3 separate regions of the Sus scrofa genome follow, and all the other regions are linked to region 2. A link is a contact called in public Hi-C and promoter capture Hi-C data. All regions are on one chromosome and are shown on one strand. The core of a region is the stretch at or near the end of the contact, and the rest is flanking DNA. Distances in the headings are between cores, read along the strand shown.

The links. Promoter capture Hi-C pulls out the DNA fragments that hold promoters and counts their contacts. Hi-C and Micro-C count contacts between places; a contact is called where the count stands out from the background.
Region 1: a contact with region 2 is called in a Hi-C map of liver, with 5 times the contacts expected there. The contact joins the promoter of TMEM38A here to the promoter of RAB8A in region 2. A contact is called at or near these places in 2 of 47 Hi-C or Micro-C datasets (liver and retroperitoneal adipose tissue).
Region 3: a contact with region 2 is called in a promoter capture Hi-C map of liver, with 6 times the contacts expected there. The contact joins the promoter of LOC110259328 here to the promoter of RAB8A in region 2. A contact is called at or near these places in 1 of 5 promoter capture datasets (liver) and 1 of 2 datasets of contacts at active chromatin or transcription factors (alveolar macrophages).

The regions. Positions count from the first base shown.
Region 1 is chr2:60,959,057-60,962,476 of Sscrofa11.1, forward strand. It overlaps TMEM38A (trimeric intracellular cation channel type A), which reads right to left and starts at 1,471. Exons shown (of 6, transcript XM_021083580.1): 1 at 1,253-1,471. The coding sequence starts at 1,376. SMIM7 (small integral membrane protein 7) reads left to right here and starts at 2,476. Exons shown (of 5, transcript NM_001244720.1): 1 at 2,476-2,535; 2 at 2,618-2,659; 3 at 3,133-3,185. The coding sequence starts at 2,510.
Region 2 is chr2:61,449,018-61,452,081 of Sscrofa11.1, forward strand. RAB8A (RAB8A, member RAS oncogene family) reads right to left here and starts at 1,334. Exons shown (of 8, transcript NM_001243802.1): 1 at 1,186-1,334. The coding sequence starts at 1,309.
Region 3 is chr2:61,833,839-61,837,171 of Sscrofa11.1, forward strand. It overlaps LOC110259328 (phylloquinone omega-hydroxylase CYP4F2-like), which reads right to left and starts at 1,849. Exons shown (of 13, transcript XM_021083598.1): 1 at 1,664-1,849; 2 at 1,196-1,394. The coding sequence starts at 1,680.

The DNA of each region.
Region 1 (3,420 bases), core at 221-2,720, 490 kb before region 2:
GCAACTGCTTTCCAGAAGAGCTTTTAAAGAAATAGGCTCTGGCATGTGGATGAACTAAAATAAAATGGAAAAAAAAAAAACACTTGGCAGGCAGAGTATGGTCCTATTTGCATAAGACATGTATTTCCATCCATAACTACAGAGGTATACATGCAGAGAAGAGAGGTCTGGAAAGGTGGCCACCATGTCAACTGTAATCATCTCTTTTTTCCTTTGGGCTTTTCAGTTTGATTTTTTTTTAATATATATGAGCGTCTATTTTTATCATCTTTTTAGAAAAACTATTTCCACTGAGAAGAGAATATAGGGGTAATTTACATTTAAACAGGGGAGAGGTTCACAAAATTTGGGGTAATGGGTCTTTTTTCTAAAGCTAAACCCTGTTGTCCTTCTAGTTTGCTGGTGTGCTAAAATTATTAAAATACTAGGAAAGGAAAAAAACCACTCCCTGAATCTTGTATAAAAATACAAGGCATTTTTAAGGAGGCCATCTGCCATCACAACCCTGGAAGCTGGGTCTTCCAGCGCAGCGATTCTCCTTGAGGGTCTGCAGCTGGTGGGAGGAGGCTGACCCCAAATCACCCTGCCCTAGGGCCAGTACTACTCAGTAAGTGCAAAGGATCCGGACCAGAGCTGGAGGAATTCCCGCCGGGCTCGGAGATCTAGCACAGCTTCGGCTCCATGGCCACAGCAGGGAGGGGGCACCGGTGTCACTTTCTCTGAGCCTGATCACAGCCCCCAGCACAGCCGGCCCTTATATAGACACTCAGCTGCCACTCCGGCTTCTCACGCCAAGGGCAAGGAGGGAGGTCACGGCTCCGGGCAGCCAGGACATCTGGCCCGGCCGAGAGCGCCAACCCCCGCCGGTGCCCTCACCACGACCTACGACCCTTGCCCAAGCACACGTGACCCTACCCAGCAGGACCCCAGACCTTCTCTCCTTGCTTCCTCCCCAGTACCTGCTCCCCCTCCTTTGAACAATCACTTTCCTTCCCTCTGGCTTGCATCAGCTTCCCTTCCCCCAGCCCCGCAATCCCAGGGGCTTCTCCCCTTGCCCTCCCTCCAGTCCCTACCCTCTTCCCGCTCCCGAATAGGAGAATCTCACGATCCCGGCACCTGCCTGCTCCCCCGAACCAGGCCCTGGGGCTGTCCCCTCCCCTCCACGATCCAGGCCTTTCTCTTCCTCCAGACCCCCAGGGTTTACCCCCGTCCCTTTAATGCCAGCCCTCTCCAGCCCCCAACCCAGGCTCACCTGGCTCATACTTGAGGTAGATAATGGAGACGATGAAATAGCTAAGGTCGAAGACAGGGAAGAGGGGCACCCGCGAGAAGCTGAGCGCCAGCTCGCCCAGGCTCAGCGCCGAGAGCAGCTCCATGGCGCCTGACGGGTCGCACCCCAGCCCCCGGCCGGGTGCGTCCAGCTGCCCGAGGCCCGGCGAATGCGCCCCGCTGCTGGACCCGCCCCCGCCCGCCAGGCACCGCCCCCAACCCGGCCCCCGCGGGAGAGGAGGGGCTACCGCTGGCTTCGGAGCGGGTCTTGGGACAATCCTGTCCTACGGAGCCCTGTCGGTCGAGTGTCACACAGTCAGTCCCTTCGGCCATCACGACCCCCAGCCCAGCGAAGTGGGCTTCGAGGGGTCCTTGTGGTGTGTGAGTTGGGCAGGGGAGCTGTCTTTGTAGGGGGACGAGATTCGCTCAGCACAGGGCCCAACAGGCAGGATGGATCATCAAGGACCGGTTCCCGTGGGGCTCGATTAGGACCCTCGTCTCTGTGGAGCCCCTAGATCAGGAGGACCTCCGTCCCTCGTGGGGCCGGATCAGTTGTGAACCCCATAATCCCGTGCACCAAAGGGCCCCTTCAGTCAGGACCCCTGTCGTCTATAAAGCTGTCATGATCTCAGCCCTCTGTAAGTCATGACATCTGTCCTCCACAAGGAACCCCGTCTTCCAAGGGAATCGGTCAGTTGGGACCCCTGCCCCCGGTACTGCCCGTCTAGTGTGGGATCCCGGCTCCCGTGGAGCCCGGGAGGAGGCCCTTTTGGAGTCCAATCAATCTGGGCCTCCATGCCCTGGAGAGCCCACTCTGTCAAGACCCATTCCCCTATGCAGTTCAAGGATCAGGGGACCGTGTTTCTCCAGAAGCCCCATCCGAGACCCCAACCCCACAACAGAAGCTGCTGCTCTAGTTCTCCAGCGCGCTGGTCCCTCAAGCCTGCGCGACTGGCTCGCAATTGGTGAACCAAGTCTGCCCCCAGATGGCTCCGCCCCTGGGAGACGTCAGGACCCCGCCCCGCCCTTTCTTGGTTACACTCTGGACCTCCCCAACAAGGAGCGGCGCTCTCTCTTTCTGAAGGGGGTTTGGTCTACAGCAGGCGGGACCCTGACTGCCTTGGTCTTTGATTGGCTCAGCCCTTGCCAGAGCTGCTTCGAGATTGGTCGGCTCGTGTTCCTCTCCCCTCCCTCCCAGAGGCTTCCGCTTCCTGTTCTGACGGACACTCCGGCCGTAACGATGATCGGGGACATCCTGCTGTTTGGGTAATTAGGGGGACCGGAAGATTGGGCCAGAGGGCCCGACGGGGTGAGGGGCGGCCCATGTAACCGTATTCTCCCTCTGCAGGACGCTGCTGATGAACGCCGGGGCGGTGCTCAACTTTAAACTGTGAGTAGGCCGCGTTGGACCGCAGCTCCATCCGGGGGACCCGTAGCCCCGCCCCCGAGAGCTTGAGCCCTTCCTACGCCGCGGGCCCTGCCCTCGAGTCCCAGCCCTCTGGCCCCGCCTTCATTATGGGCCATCCTCCTGTGACCCTCCAGGCCACAGCGACATGAAATCGGACTCTCCTGAGATCCCTCTGCTCACAAGCACGAGAGCCTCAGGCCCATCACCCAAGAATCTCTTAGCCCTAGCCTGTACCCTCAACCCCGCATCTGGCACCTTCGGACCACCCTCTCCACACCGTCCGTGGCTGCAGGCATAGCTGTGATGGGCGGGGCAGGGAGGATTATTGAACAGCGAGGTCACACAGCAAATCAGCGGTAAGGTTAGAGCTCCCCTCTGAGCTGGGAGTCAGGGCCCGGGGACTAAACGGTTTCTTTGTCCTGTTGAAAGTAGACGCTGTCTGCTTCTCCTTATAGGAAAAAGAAGGACACGCAGGGCTTTGGGGAGGAGTCGAGAGAACCGAGCACAGGTAAGGCCTTCTTTCTGAACTCTGGAATTGGTACATTTCAGCGAAGACAGTTCTTTCGCACCAGTTTTCTTTTTAAGTATGTGTGTGTGTGTGCGCATGTGCGTGTGCATGTAGTGGGCCTGAGTTTGTGATGTTCCTTCTATCCACTTCTGTCACCCGCTTCTTTCTCCTACCAGACCTCCCTGCATAGGTCAGCACTTATCTCACTTATTACAGTTATAATTTTTCTTTATGT
Region 2 (3,064 bases), core at 84-2,583:
CCATTCTTCTGCTTCCCCATCCAGAGCAGGGCTGCAGAGCTTAGAGGCCACTCTGCCTGATGGGTGTTACTTCCCAGTCAAACCTTTTCATGCAGGCAATGGCCTTTTTTCTGGTGAGAAGTCAGCTCCCACTTTTTGTGGATGTCAGAACTGAGAAGCAACAGGTCAGTTCTGTTCAACCACAGTGTGGGCTGGCCCTGTGGGCAAGGCTGTTTTGCAAAGTGACAACTGGTGTCCTGGCCCTAGTGATAGGGAAGTTGGGGCTGTCTGTGGCAGTGGCTGATTTTGGTTTCTAAGCTGAAGCTTTTATCTGGCATCTCCTCAGGATGACAGGTCCCAGGGCAGACAGCTGTCACTTGCCATTTCTGTTACCCTCTAGTGGGATGGAAAGCTGGGCAAGGAAAGTCTCTGGACTCCCTCTCATCATTCTTTCCAGAAGAAATTCATCTCTAGGGGAAATAGGATCAGGGAGGGGGCTCAACCCCTGAATATTCCATTATAAAAGAGCAGGAGAGGTCTGGGTTGGAGTCCTGGCTTAGACATGGATCAGCTATGCTTGTCCTGGGGAGTGAGTGCTCACATCTCTCTGGGACGGTTGAGCCTTGAGTTTGGGGGGTCAAACACACCTGGGTACAAATACCATCCTTGCCACCAGTAGACTGTGTGACCTTGGGCAAGTACAGTCTCCCTGAGCCTCAAATGCCTCTTCTGTGAAAGTAACTCATAACAGCACTTGACACAGAGGACCAGGAAGTGTGATCATGCACGTAAAGCACCTGACACACAATAAAAGCTCAATAAAGTTAGATGTCACCTGTCACTGTCCTTTCCCCATGGACAACTCCACATTTCTACGTTTATAAGTCAAAGACCCCAAAGACTGCTTCGAGGGCCGATGCAAGAACAAGATGACAGGGCGCCAAGACTCTGTCCAGGACATACACTCCCTGACAAGTAGGCTGAGGATTGGGGCCTCAGTATTCCCATCTGCAAATTGGGTACCTGACCCTCACCCCCGCCCCATGGCCCAGGAACCCCCAAAGGGCGGTGCAGGCTACTGCTCCTTCCCGCTCCGGCCTTCTCGACCCTCTCAGATCTCGGGTCCATCCCGCTCAGCAGCTCCCTCAGTCCCAGCCCTCAGGGTGAGAGCCCGGCCTGGGCCTTCCGCGCTCCCGGCCCCACTACCTATGGTGGAGATGAAAGTGGAGTTGAAGGCGTCCTCGGAGAAGCGGAACAGGACACAGGTCTTCCCCACCCCCGAGTCCCCGATCAGCAGCAGCTTGAACAGGTAATCGTAGGTCTTCGCCATATTACACTCTCTCCCCGACGGGAAGTGCGGCCAGCGCCTCGCCACTGGCCCCTGGCCCAGTCCATCAGCGCCGATCCCGCCCCCCATTGGCTCCTGGCCCGCCGCGCGTCACCGCGGCCGACGCCCGCCCCCGCGCCCCGCCCGTCTCAGGAAGACGTGGGGAAGGGGCGAGCAGGGCGCAGAGCCGGAAGCGGCCTGAGGGCGCCGCTCATTGGCCGGCGCTCAGGACAGGGCGGACTGCGATTGGCCAGTGGTGAGGAGTCGAGGGGCTTCAAATGGGGACAAGGCTGGGGCATGGCATCTCTGTGTCCCCGCCTTCTTCCTCTGACTCTAGGGCGGCCACGCCCCCCGATGGGAGGGGGAGGGCGGGCAGCTGGGCCAACGGCTCCGCGCGCCCTCAAGCTGGGGCGGGGTCTGGGGAGCGTGCGCAAGCGCGCCGGGAAGGCCGTAGTGTGCCAGCAGAGGGCGCACGCGGGTGGTGGGGGTGTTCTCTGGCTCTTGCTGTTCCAGGCCGGAGCAAGTTCAATTAGCGTCGGGTCCAGCGCGGGAATGTGGCGTGGCGGTGGTGGTGCGGTCTGCAGGCTTCCGTGTCAGACCGGGCGGAGCCGAAGAGATAGGAGAGCAGAAGTACCGTCATAGTCGAAACGAGGCCCCCTCGAGACTTGCTCCGGGGCCTTGACGCTGGCCAGCGGATCTTCCTAGAGACACCCAGGCCTCAGCCACAAGCTGCGCCCCGAGGTCCGCAGGACTCCTCAGGATGCTCCCTTGGATCTATTTAGAGGTTGCCCAGGACTTGTCCCAGAGCCTCTCCCGCCGCGACCCAGTCAGCCGTCTGAGTTGCACCCTGGAGCCTTGGAACCCGCCGAGAGAGTTCGGATAGTGAGAATTAGAGGGAATACTAAAGAGCTTTTGGTTCTGTGCCTGCCAGTGTTGTCAGCACTTATAAAAAAATTTATAAAATATTTTGTCCACACCCCAACCCACCGAGGTAGGTATTATTGTGTGTGTTCACGCTTCCCCCCACCAAGTTTTACGGTGAGAAAACAAGACTGAGAGGTTAAATGACTTTCCCAGGCTCTTAACCAGATAAATTGGTTTTTGAACTCAAACCGAACAGCTTCAGAGGCTAAGGTCTTGATCAGATAGTTTTCTGCGTGGTAGGGATGAGCCACATCACTTGGGTGGACTCACCGCCATGTGTCACTCTGGGCTATCAGGCCTGGAGGCTTCCCAAGGATCTTGACAAAAGATGACTGCTGCCTCTCCTCACTGTCCCACTTCACATTCTTTGGCTAATCTGGCTCTGGTTAGGAAAAGCTTCAACCAACCAGAGGCAATGACCACCTGGCTGCATTCAGCCTCTGTGGCATTTGATACTATTGACCACCTCCTCTCACAGATCTTTTTCTTTGTACTCTTCCCATGTTATTTGCCTGCTTCTTTTATTCCCTCTATTTACCTTCTCAGGGTGCTGCTTCTAATTCTAAGGTTCCATTGCAGTCTACTTTGGGATTTTTTGCTCTTCCCTTAGATATTGGTGTTTCTCTTGGTTCTTTCTACCTCTGTTCTTGCTTTCATGGTGATCTTACTCACTCCCGTGGCTTCTACCATCTCCATGCTGGTGATTCTCAGTTCTTAGAGAACCCATAGTCCAGCTGTTACTCCATGTCCCGAATGCTTTCAGGGTGCCTGCTTTTGGATCTGTCAGATACTTTAATTCATCATGTCCTCCACTGAATTTGTCATCTACTCACA
Region 3 (3,333 bases), core at 599-3,098, 390 kb after region 2:
ATTCACCTTTGTGACTCAGTCCCCTCTCCCCAAGGACACCGAGGTAAGGATTCAAAGCACTTGATGAGATTGGTCCAGAGAGGGAGAGTGAGTCAGCTGAGGTCACACAGCAAGAGGAGCTGGGGGGAGGAAAACTTCCAAGACCAGTCCCCTCAGGCAAGCCCTTGGAGAGGAAGGCAGAACAACAGCAAATTTGTAACTTTCCTGCTGCCTACAAGGCTCACTGAGGCCATTTCAAGACCCTGAGTCTCAGGAAATCTTCACAGTGAGCTTCAGCATGCCCCCATTCTGAACTTTGCAGTAACAAACACGAAAATTGCAGTAAGTCCTTTCCCAAGTTGTAGTTCTCCTCCCAGGCAGGAAAGGAAAACTGTGCTCCTCTCTCAACAGCACTGGGAGATGGGAGGAGCTGGAAACCCATTCCTTTGACCTTGACGGAGGGAGGTGATAGCAAGTTCATTACCTAGGTCATGAATCATTTATTTTGAGTGCCTACCATACACCAGCCCTGGACTGGACACTGTACTGTCTGCTCCCCAGAACTATCCTCAAATGGGAAAGATGGTCAATAAGTCATTGGACAGTTAGCTATTTATTTAATCATGAGCAGGGCCAAGTCCAAGGTCAAGGTCTGGGGCACAAGGCCCACGGGGGTAAGAGGGGGTGGCAGAAGGTCTAAGGAAACTTCTGAAAGGGGAAGTGAGGGGCCAACTTCACCCAGATTGGGCAATGGGCCCGTTGGGACATCTAGGGGGAAGGGGAGTAAGAGAAGAGGAAGGTGCTCAGGATGGGGAGGGAGTAGGGAGCTATGACCCTATAGACAGCTAGCTAATTCCTGTGGGGAAGCTGTAGCCCAGAATGAGAAGACCCAAGGAAAAGGGCTGCTTGCAGAAGGCACCCTGGACACTGCCCTTGAGGAGGACTCAAGGCCATCATGGAGACTGGAAAGGCTGGGGGACTAGGCTCTGTGCAGCCTGGCCTCAGATATGTGTGGAACAGGCAGGAAATAGACCTAGAAACAGACTAGGGGTGAAAGGACAGGATGTGGGAAAAGCCTGGGATGGTAGAGCAGAGGAATAAATGAGTGAAAAAAGAGGGAGCTCTTTGGCCTCCCTCATTCTCTGCTGTACCAAACCCCAGCCCAACTCCTGGGATTCATTCTTGAAGTCCATCCACCCTGACCCTGCAGACTCACCAGGCCCAGGTGACCCAAGAACCAGTTCCGTTTTGGAGGCTGTGGGAAACTTTGGAGGTGGCGAGAATAGTTGTAGGCAGCATAGGTCCAGACCAGGACTCGGGACATAAGCCAGGAAGCCCCAACCAGCAATAGAAGCAGCCATGGTGAGGCTGCCACTGTCTCCAGTCCCAGCCAGGACACGCTCAGCTGCAGCATCCTGCAGGGCAGAGAGTGTGGAGAGTGAGTTCCTGAGACTGAGCAAAGGGCCTTGAGGGTGAACTCTGGGGCAGAGATAAGAAGAGGAGAAGGGGGAAGGGGGGGTGATGATAAGTTCTGGAAATGGAAAAAAAAGGGCTCAGAGACAGGCAGATAAGTGCTCAGAGATGGGAGGGGGACCCAGGGAAATCCAGAGGAAAAGGGAGAGAAAGACAGAGAGATAGAGACAGAAATAGACATAGTATGTAGTTACCACTGGTGTCCACTCACCTCCCAGGCCAGCTCATTCCCTGGAACCACCCTGCCTTGGACTGCGTCCTTCCTCACCTCAGGCCACAACCCCCAGCCCCTTGACTCCAAGCCTGGCACCTTCTGTCAGGAGCACCTTGTCCCACACAACTTCCCTCCTTTCCTCCTGGAAACTCTTTGCCACTGGCCCCTGACCTAAGGGAAGTTAGCAGGGGCCAGGCTAAGCCAGCCAATCCCCGCAGCCTCTTTACCTCCTCCCCACCTGGCCGCTACCCAAATAGAGGGGGAAGGGGAGCCAACTGTTTTATGAGAGAGGGCTGTAAACTAGCTCAGGTCACACAGTCTGGACACATGATCCTCAGAACACAACACCTCCCAGGTAGGCAAGTTGGGGGCAGGCAGAGGTGACTCTGAGCCTGTAAGTTTACAGACACCCCTGCCGTTCCAAGGTCAGGATGCAGCAGGTAAACTTATGAATGTTCAGGTTCAAGATGAGCAGGACAAACATCTCTGGGGCTCTTCTGCACACATGGGCCAGAAGGGTGGCATGCACCATTTCTTGGCACAGAATCAGGCCAGAGGAAAAAAAGCCTCTGGCTTCCAGGGCACACTGTCTGGCAGGAGTTCAATCCCTACCTCCAGGCCACCCAGAGCTTGGGTTTAGACATAACTGCTGAGAACAGGAATTGAGAAACCAGTCTGACTGGGGATTATGCACATCAGAGTCAGTGGGTAAAGAGCGCAGTTGGAAGAGGGCATATGGAGGCATGAAGAGTAAGCCTGTGAGGGGCCCAGAGAAAACAGGGTCCTGACAGAGGAGGAAATCCTGACCACCCTCACTCTTACTATGGGCTGTTCCATCAAATTCGGGAAATGAGATGTTGGATGAGACATTGAGACAGGGACAGAGGAGGAATCCACAGGAAGATAGGAAGGGTCAGGAGACCCACAAATGATAGAGTGAAGGGAAAGAGCTGTCAGTTAGTACCTGTGCTACTGTGTACCAGTACGCAGAACAAAGTGAACCTACTCTGTGCAGAGAATTGCATGGAAAGAGTGCCTACTCTGTGCTGACTCCCTCAAAAAGCATGCCTACAGTGTGTCAGAAACTACATAAAGCATGCCTACATGAAGGGTACCTACTATGTTCCAAGTGTTCTATATAAAGTGAATTTACTGTGTGCTAGGTAGATGCATAAATCTTGGCTACCATCTGCTGGGTACTGTCCACAAGGCATGCATACTAAGTGCCAGATGTTTTACATAAAGCACACCTACTATTTGCTGGTACTGTATGTAAAGCATACTTATTATGTGTTGGGTGGTCTGTGTACACTATGCCTACAGTGTGCCAGGGGCCCTGCATAAGTGCACCTATTCTGTATCAGGTGCTCAACATAAAATAAACCTTCCCTGAGCAATGTTCATTATGCTGGGTACTCTACACAAATCCTATCTACTGTATTACAGATTTTCTACATTTAGCATTCCCACTGAGTGTCAAACATACCACACAGGGAGCATCTACAATATGCCAGGTACTCTACATGAAGCAACCTACTATGTGTCAGGTACTCTTTATGTGTGTTAGCTGCTCTCCGTAAAGTAAACCCACTGTATGCCAGGAGTTTTGCCAGCAAGATAATACATCACACATTCCCCCAGTGCTCTGGGCCTGCACCCTGGGATCA